Linked DNA regions of Mus musculus: regions 1 and 3 are each linked to region 2. The links are chromatin contacts, called in public Micro-C and promoter capture Hi-C maps. All regions are on one chromosome and are shown on one strand. The core of a region is the stretch at or near the end of the contact, and the rest is flanking DNA. Distances in the headings are between cores, read along the strand shown. Region 1 holds the start of Qpct (glutaminyl-peptide cyclotransferase (glutaminyl cyclase)). Region 2 holds the start of Rmdn2 (regulator of microtubule dynamics 2). Region 3 holds the start of Galm (galactose mutarotase).

The links. Promoter capture Hi-C pulls out the DNA fragments that hold promoters and counts their contacts. A called contact is a pair of places that touch in the nucleus more often than the background predicts.
Region 1: a contact with region 2 is called in a Micro-C map of embryonic stem cells, with 4 times the contacts expected there. The contact joins the promoter of Qpct here to the promoter of Rmdn2 in region 2. A contact is called at or near these places in 6 of 39 promoter capture datasets (the HPC-7 cell line, cranial neural crest, embryonic stem cells and 3 more), 2 of 484 Hi-C or Micro-C datasets (bone marrow-derived macrophages and embryonic stem cells), 2 of 115 datasets of contacts at active chromatin or transcription factors (embryonic basal ganglia and embryonic stem cells) and 3 of 9 other capture datasets (adipose tissue, embryonic stem cells and liver).
Region 3: a contact with region 2 is called in a promoter capture Hi-C map of the HPC-7 cell line. The contact joins the promoter of Galm here to the promoter of Rmdn2 in region 2. A contact is called at or near these places in 6 of 39 promoter capture datasets (the C10 cell line, the HPC-7 cell line, cranial neural crest and 3 more), 1 of 484 Hi-C or Micro-C datasets (liver) and 1 of 9 other capture datasets (adipose tissue).

What each region holds. Positions count from the first base shown.
Region 1 is chr17:79,050,475-79,053,214 of GRCm38.p6, forward strand. It overlaps Qpct (glutaminyl-peptide cyclotransferase (glutaminyl cyclase)), which reads left to right and starts at 1,432. Exons shown (of 7, transcript NM_027455.3): 1 at 1,432-1,914. The coding sequence starts at 1,792.
Region 2 is chr17:79,613,892-79,616,591 of GRCm38.p6, forward strand. It overlaps Rmdn2 (regulator of microtubule dynamics 2), which reads left to right and starts at 1,326. Exons shown (of 11, transcript NM_001368314.1): 1 at 1,326-1,477.
Region 3 is chr17:80,126,078-80,128,777 of GRCm38.p6, forward strand. Galm (galactose mutarotase) reads left to right here and starts at 1,394. Exons shown (of 7, transcript NM_176963.4): 1 at 1,394-1,828. The coding sequence starts at 1,639.

The sequences.
Region 1 (2,740 bases), core at 182-2,681, 560 kb before region 2:
AACCCTTAACTTTGGTCTTTAGAAAATAATTCTGTGTGTCTTTGTCTTTGTTCTGATTTTTCTAGGAATTCCGTGTAGCTGGGAGCTGACTTGGGGCAGAAGAAACTCATATCCTCACTGTGGAAGAAGAAACCACTTTCACAATTTAGGCCAGAAACCTATGAACTAAATATACCCTTTCCCCGGTTTTTCTTTTCTGCAGTGCTGAGAATTGAAACCGAGGTTTAAAGTACCCTACCACTGAACTACCCTGTCAGCTCTGATTGCCCCCCACCCCCCACTTCTCCTGCAGTCCTGAGGACTATACACATGTGCTTTACATGAGACCCAGATCTAGTCAGCTTATTTGCTTGTTTTTATTTGTAAGATGGGATTATCTAGATAATAATGATTTATGATGCAAAAAAAAACCCCACAAAACTCCAAAAACCAAAAAACCTAGCCCCTAGGGTTGCCTGCAGGAGATGGTTTTTAGTATTACCCTCTCCATATCATAATCCAAGGACATGCACTGTATCCCTTATATAGAAATGCCATAAATTTACATATAAAATGAACATCTTCCCATAGACTTTAAATCATTCCTAATTTGCTTATAATGTTTGATGACATGCAATAAGTATTACATTCTTTAAAGAATATGGTGTGTGGGTGTGGATGTTCGTGTACAGCACTGATACAAACCCCGTTGCTTTTGATTTGTGGTTGGTTGACTGCCCAGTGAAAAGGCTGGTGGAAGAAGAGGACTCCCTAAAATTTTACTTGGGCTTTTCCTTTTAGAGACAGTCATAAGAAATAATTACTTTTGGGACAACTGTAATATTTTAAATCTCACATATTTCAGTAATTATTTCAACCTTACCTGTCAGTTTGGGCATACAGTGGGCTGTCTCTTAAAGGAAAGATAACTATTTTCGAGAAAAGGGACACAAGATAAAAATGGTAGCTTCTAGAGTGGCGGTTCTCAACCTGCGGATCTAACAACCCTCTCGCAGGGGTCACAGATCAGATAGATAGCCTGCATATCAGATAGTCACATTACAATTCATAGCAGTAGTAAAAACTGCAATTATGAAGTAGCAACGAAAATAATTGTATGGTTGAGGATCACCACAACATGAGGAATTGTATTAAAGGGTCTGAGCATTAGGGAGGCTGAGAACCACTGTTCTAGAGCGAACACTTTTCCCAGAACCTTCCAGTCCAGCGCCCCCTTCCTCTAGGTCTCAGACCACCTAGAACCTGGGACGGTGCCTTGTACAGAGCATTGCACAAATATTGATTTTGTCTGAGTGTCATGGTGAATAGGTGCAGAAAACCACTTATAGCCCCCAGGGCCTGGTAAACTCTTTTCGTATCTATGGACTACAGGAAGGCTTTTCCTTGTCCTTCCTTCCTTCCTTCCTTCCTTCCTTCCTTCCTTCCTTCCTTCCTTCCTTCCTTCCTTCCTTCCTTCCTTCCTTCCTTCCTTCTTTCCTCCCTCTCTCTCCCTCCCTCCCTCCCTTCCTTTTTTCCCTCCATCCTTTCTAAAATAAGGAAGTGTTTTCTTTGTCCCTTGGATTCCAAAGCTCCTGTCACCCAGGGAAGCTCAGTCCCCTGGCTTCCAGGCTTCTGGGAGAGGACTGCTGGTTTGTGCTTGCGCTGCACAGCGGGAGGCCACAGGAGGCGACTGGGAGGCAGACACAATCAATCCAGGGGTGGAGAAGGGAGAAGGCAGGGCGACCGGCGCGCGTTCCCGGGCTCGTGACCGCTGGCGGCCCCGGGAATCCACGCCCACACACTCTTGCAGAGATGGCAGGCAGCGAAGACAAGCTCGTCGTGGGCACTCTCCACCTGCTGCTACTGCAGGCGACCGTCCTGTCTCTGACAGCTGGGAATCTGAGTCTGGTCTCCGCTGCCTGGACGCAGGAGAAGGTGAGGGGCCACTGCTGCGTTCTGAACTTGAGTGGCGTTGGAGGGTGCCAGGACCTGGGACTCGGCCACCTTCTCTTGGACTAGCGGGAGGCGGGTCAGGGATGCTGTCCCCCTGCTCAGGCACCAAGTCCTCACCCAACTCCTGGGAACCAGTGCTCTCTCTCCCAAGTCTGGGCGCCAGGGCTGGTCTCGGGGCTGCGCTAGTGTCGCCTGGGGGCTGAGTGATGTCACCCGCCTCCCTTTGGCTGCGCTCTGATGGGGGGTGGTGGTGCTGCTGATAGGCACAGGAAGTATGTCTCGCTGGCTGTGCAAGAACAGGGACATGGGGGCGCCACTGCCCAATCGCGACCCGCGAGCTCCGCGCTCCCCGCGCTTGCTCCTGGATGCCTAGACCGCGCGTCTAGGGGTGTCCCCATGGATGCCCAACTACAGCATTCAAGGATGCTACATGGGGATTGAGTTTCCTGGTGGACTCAGCGCCAGCATATTGTTAAATATTTAAAAGAGACGCACGCTGTTTTCAGATAAATGAATTCAGTTGTGGAAATCTCATTTAAGGAATTCAGAATAAAAATGATTTGCCAAGTCGCTTTGTGTGAAGAAAATAGATTCACAATTACTTCCTTTTCTTGTGCAACAGTTTTGAAATCATGAAATTGCTACGAGCTGTGCAAACGATGACGGTTTGGGAATAAAATGGCATGTCTTTAAAGAAACTAGGAAAAGCATCAGTCTAGGGATAGAACCTTGCGCGCGACATTACTAAACAAGTACTTTAAGTGCTTTTAGCGTTTCTGCACGTCCAACATGCTCATTCCCAGCTAGT
Region 2 (2,700 bases), core at 76-2,575:
CTGTCCTCAGACACTCCAGAAGAGGGAGTCAGATCTCATTACGGATGGTTGTGAGCCACCATGTGGTTGCTGGGATTTGAACTTCGGACCTTCGGAAGAGCAGTCGAGTGCTCTTACCTGCTGAGCCATCTCACCAGCCCTCGTGCATAAACTTTTAAAGCACAAATGAACCCCGAGGGACAAGGAATGTGTCCAATAGCTTCTCAAGGGAAAGAGATCAAGGTTGGTGGATTTACCAAGACTAGTATAACCCAGTATGAAAGGAACACCATGTAAGAAGAGATGCCGGGTGGTTTGTTTACAGAGGAGAATGACTAGAGACCGGTCCTGTGAGGGTGTGCTGGGCCATGTCTCCAGCTCCAGCATGCTGTGCTTTTAGTAAAATGGCAGAAGCTAGGTTGTAATAAACTTGATTTCACACTAGGAAGTAAAAATTCTATAATGTGAAATTGTTTTCTTCAATTTCCTTCAGTAAAGAATAGTATATTGTACAATCAATCAACCCTGATTCTTTTTACAGCGGTTTGGTTCTTATGTTTTTGATAAACAGGGGTGCATCCATTTTTAATTCTATTCAGTTCATTGATGGGAACTTTAGTAATTAAGACTGTTCTCAGCCGGGCAGTGGTGACGCACGCCTTTAGTCCCAGCACTTGGGAGGCAGAGGCAGGCGGATTTCTGAGTTCCAGGCCAGCCTTGTCTACAGAGTGAGTTCCAGGACAACCAGGGCTATATAGAGAAACCCTATATTGACCCTCCCCCCAAAAGACTGTTCTCATCAAGTCAAAAGTTTAAGTCAACCATGCTCCAAGTGAGAGCTTTACAGAGGGGCATTTAAGCAGTTTTTTAAAAGTTTGACAGAATTATCATTACACAATCTGCAGAGCGTGATGCTGTGCAAACCTTCAACACCAGCCACCTGAATCCAAGAAGACTGGTTTTGAACTGAAAGCAACTCAAAACAGCAGGGGACAAAGAGGCTGGGAATTTGGTTCATAGAACATCAAAGTGAGTTGAAGTCAGGAAAACCAGATGATGGTGCAAGAAGTCTGCGTTTGACTGAAGGAAGGTTAAAAGTTGTGCCGTGGGGGTGGAGGTGAGCTAAGGGCGGGGAGGCCTTGGAAGCCATCGGTGGCAGGGATGGCCCAGTGGATGCGCCGGGTGGAGGGGGGCAGTTGCCTCCGAGGCGGCCTGCGGGGCGCTCTGCGGGGCTCAGCTTTCCGGGTCGAGAGAAGCAGGCCCGGAGCCCGGGGCTGAGCAGTGCTGGCGGCCGGAGGAGGCGGGAGCCCCGGGCCGCTAGCGGCTCCTCCCCCGGCGCCTCCGTTATCTGGGTCAGACACGAAGGCCACCACGCAGGACCTTGGGACCCGCAGGCTGCACAGGGTTCCACTCGGCCATCCTCTCCTGGCTCGCCCGCTCGCCCGCGGGTCCCGGTTCCCTGGCTCCAGCCCCAGAGAAGCCTGCGCAACGACTCCGGGTGCGTACCTAGCCAGGGAAGGGGTACCTGGGCGGGCTGGGCTCGGCAGCCCGGGTCCGACGGGCGGTGGGGCGTGTGGAAGAAGGCGGCGGCACTTCCGGCGGCTGCTCCACTTCCGGGTCGCGGCCTGCCGCCTGGTGACCTGGGGCTGCGGGCACTCCTGGCACCATCCTAGAGGAGCCTGCGCCCTGGAGAGGTGGCTTCCTGACCCCCGAGCCCAGGCGACCACCGGAGGCGGGCACCGCGCCTCTGCTCCTGCCTCAGGCTCGCGCCAACCTTGTTCTCTTTGCGTGCCCCCCAACTAAAAAAGAAAAAAATTTTGATTGTCTGCCCTTTTTTATACAAACATGGAAACTAGACTAACAGCACTACTACTAACATTTGCAAATAAGTTGAATACTAAAAGGCTCCAAATTTAAATTATAGATGAGGAAATGCATGAAAGTCTGATGGAGTGTTAGAATTCAATGGTAAAGTACTTGCATCGCTGAATACATGATAGCCCCAAGAACTCCGTCCGAATGTTGCCTTCCGAAGCTTGAAACTTAAAGCTGATTTGTAAGGCATGTTGCTTGACCCTCTTGGTCGTTTTCGTTCCTCTTGTTTATGGGTTCGAGCTCTTTATGCCTTCCCCTTATCCCAAGGACCAGCTGATGAATTCGTATGAATGTTTCTTAGGAGCTCGTTCTAAACATTCAAGTTACTTTAAGAACATTAATGTCTAGAGGTAAAACTAAGACATGAACGCAATGTTTTCTTTTAAAAGCATTGTGTGTCCTAGTTCCCTTGGAAGTCAACATTTCATTGTTTCACTAGGTGACTCGCTGCTAATAACCTTTGGTTGTGTACTGTATTAATTTTAGGTCATTTATGCAAACATAATAGCTATCCTTTTTCATCGTAAGTGATTTATAACTGGAAGTTTGTAAACTAATAATGTTTTGCTTCCAAAATGCAAACTTGCATCTTAAAATGAGTTGTAAAGTCTGCTCAATAAATTTTAGTTGCCTTATCTGTACTCAGGACAAGAGTATACTACTATAGTCAAGAGTCTAAAAACAATTTAAGTAATTTTATACAACCTTTTAAAGTACACCGTAGGCAAGCAGATTCTGATTTCCAACTTTTATAGTTTTCCTTGTTCATCCGTGTCATATTTCCGATTATTGACACAAAAGCACACTCCAAGTTACTTCTTGTTTGTGCCTTACTATTTTTATTCA
Region 3 (2,700 bases), core at 144-2,643, 510 kb after region 2:
GAAAATGGACTGTTTGGTTAAAAAAGGAGCAAGGTTTGCAGCTCACACAAGGTAGTCTTGTTTACCATTCTAAATACTTCAAAGCCACAGGGAAAGAAAATCAAGACCCGTACCCTGTACATCTTAGGGAAATATGGTACACTTCATGCGCCAAGTTAAGCAATAGGAACGTCTCTGGTTACACTTGGTGCTAGCCACCCAAGGTGTCTTTCTTCCCTTGGCAGCATGAGCTTGGCAGAACACTGAGAACTGGAGGCTGAGAAATAAAAACTGTGGTCTTCCCACTCACAGAAGAGGGTTCTCAGGCATCGTTGCTAGCACAGTGTTGTTGAAAGGGCCTGTGTATAAGTCAGGCACACACGGTAAGTGGGCTGAGGAGACTTGCAGAGTCTGTAAGAGTGTGTGATGAGCAGTGTACAAGAGTGCCTTTGGGTTATTGTGTGAGGGGACGCACAGTCTGTAATTTGACTTGTTTGGGTCTTTTTGATATTAGATATTGTACTTTAATAAAGCCTGCTGCAAGCTCTTTTTCTTTCCTATCAGAGTTTCCCGAATTTCGAGAGGGATAATTGAGGCTTTGTAGCATGAATGCTTAAGATTCCTTCATATTTCACAGTCAGAAACGAGTGAGACAGTTGTTTATTGGCATTTGATTACAGGAACATGAGCTCAGTTCTCCTGTTTTTCTAACCACAGATGCGTTTCCACCCTCACCGTGTCTAAATCAAGACCAGAAATACAGATAGACTGAGTTATACACGTCTTTAGGCTCCCAGACCTCTTCTTCCTAGAGCCAGAATCCATCTAGAGCTGTAGATTAAGCAATGAAAGACTGAGGTATTTTAATCTCATGATCTTACTGAGGATCCTAATAACACTTTCCTAATCCTAGGCCAACAAAGGAGAAACGTCAGACTTAGCCATCAAACCTTCAGTTTCTTTAAATCTAGTCCCAGATAATCCACACCAGAATGGCCCAAGAGATGATGAAAAGTAGGTAAAGGAGCGGGCCTCCAAGCCTGCCCACCAGATGTGTTTCTTCAGAGCCCATTAGGGACAAGAGAGAACCTTTTCAGAAAGGAGGAAAGGAGAGAAAGAGAGAGAGAGAGAGAGAGAGAGAGAGAGAGAGAGAGAGAGAGAGAGGAGAGAGAGAGAGAGAGAGAGAGAGAGAGAGAGAGAGAGAGAGAGAGAGAGAGAGAGAGAGAGAGAGAGAGAGAGAGAGAGAGAAGAGGAGAGGAGAGAGAGAGACTTTTTTTGACCCCCTAAAGATGCCTTACGCGCGCGCACCTGCGCAAAATAAAGTTGGTTCGTTTTAAACTACATGCCCCAAGATGCAATTGCAATTTTCTTAAAGACTACTATTCCCGACATGCACTGCAGTCAGGGTTAGAGAAGGAAAAGACCAGCAAACTCAACTGGAAAGTTTGCTTCTCAGTTACCTCGGATAAAGGAAAAATTTTAAAAAGGCATCGGAGCATTTTCCCCGACCCCAGGAGTGGTCAACTGTTTAAATCCAGGCAATAAAGGGGAGGAGTTAGTCTGAGTTCCTCCCCTTCTCCCGGGAACTTTATCTTTCCAAACGTGATCCAGGCTAGAGTTTGAACAGCAAGGAGAAGCTGCACACCCTGAACTTTCCCAATGGTTTCGGTGACCAGAACCGTGTTTGGAGAGCTGCCCTCGGGGGGAGGGACAGTGGAGAAATTCCAGCTTCGGTCAGACCAGCTGAGTGTGGACATCATCTCATGGGGCTGCACGATCACTGCTCTGCAGGTCAAAGACAGGCAGGGGAAAGCCTCAGACGTGGTGCTTGGCTTTGCGGAATTGGAAGGTGGGTCGCGTCCTGCCCAGGACTGCTAAACGGTTTGGCCTGTCAAACAGGCCCGCACACACTCCTGATCCTGTGTACACTGGGTTCTTCCAGTCACTCACGGGACCTGACTGAGGTCCCCAAGCTTGGAGCAGTCTTACTTGGAAGCGCGTGAACGGGCTCATGTAAGCCACTTAACAGGATTTTGAGGTTGGAAAAAAAAACCGGATCTAATCCAAATAGCTGTAGGACTTGGCCCCCCTTAGTCAGACTTTGTCACTGTTCACGAGGAAGTCAGCTGAGAAAGACCAACTCCCTGGAATGAGCTTAGAACTGTGGGGCACAGGGCGGTTTGCATGTATTCCTCGCTTGTGGTTTTCTGAGGAATGAAAATCAAAGACGGACGGGCGCCTGCTACTATCTCCCTTCTTTCTCTTGTCAAATCTTCTCTGAGGGCTCCTTGAGCAGAAATGCTTTAGAATTTAGGACTGATGTAAACCCATCAGATTGCTTGGCTGTTGTGGTCAATGTAGGTAGGGCACAATGTCCTTCATCTGCTCAGAAACATGTTCTCAATGAAAGGGGTAGAAATAAGGCCTCCTAAGACGTGGACATAGTCATCAGGATCAGCTGCGCAATTCGCAGCATGTCTTTTTGTTTTTGTTTGTCTGTTTTGTTTGTGTTTGTGGGGTTTTTTTGTTTTGTTTTGTTTTGTTTTGTTTTAAATGGACAGGGCCTCGTTCTGCCTAAGCTGTCCTGGAGCAAGAGCCAGCCGTTTCATCTTGATCCACGCATAGGTTTTATCTTAATTTATGCATTTACAGCTCTGTTAATGCAGTGGACTCAACAAGATAGACAAAGGTCATTTTCAACTTGCAGTTTACGGAGGGGGG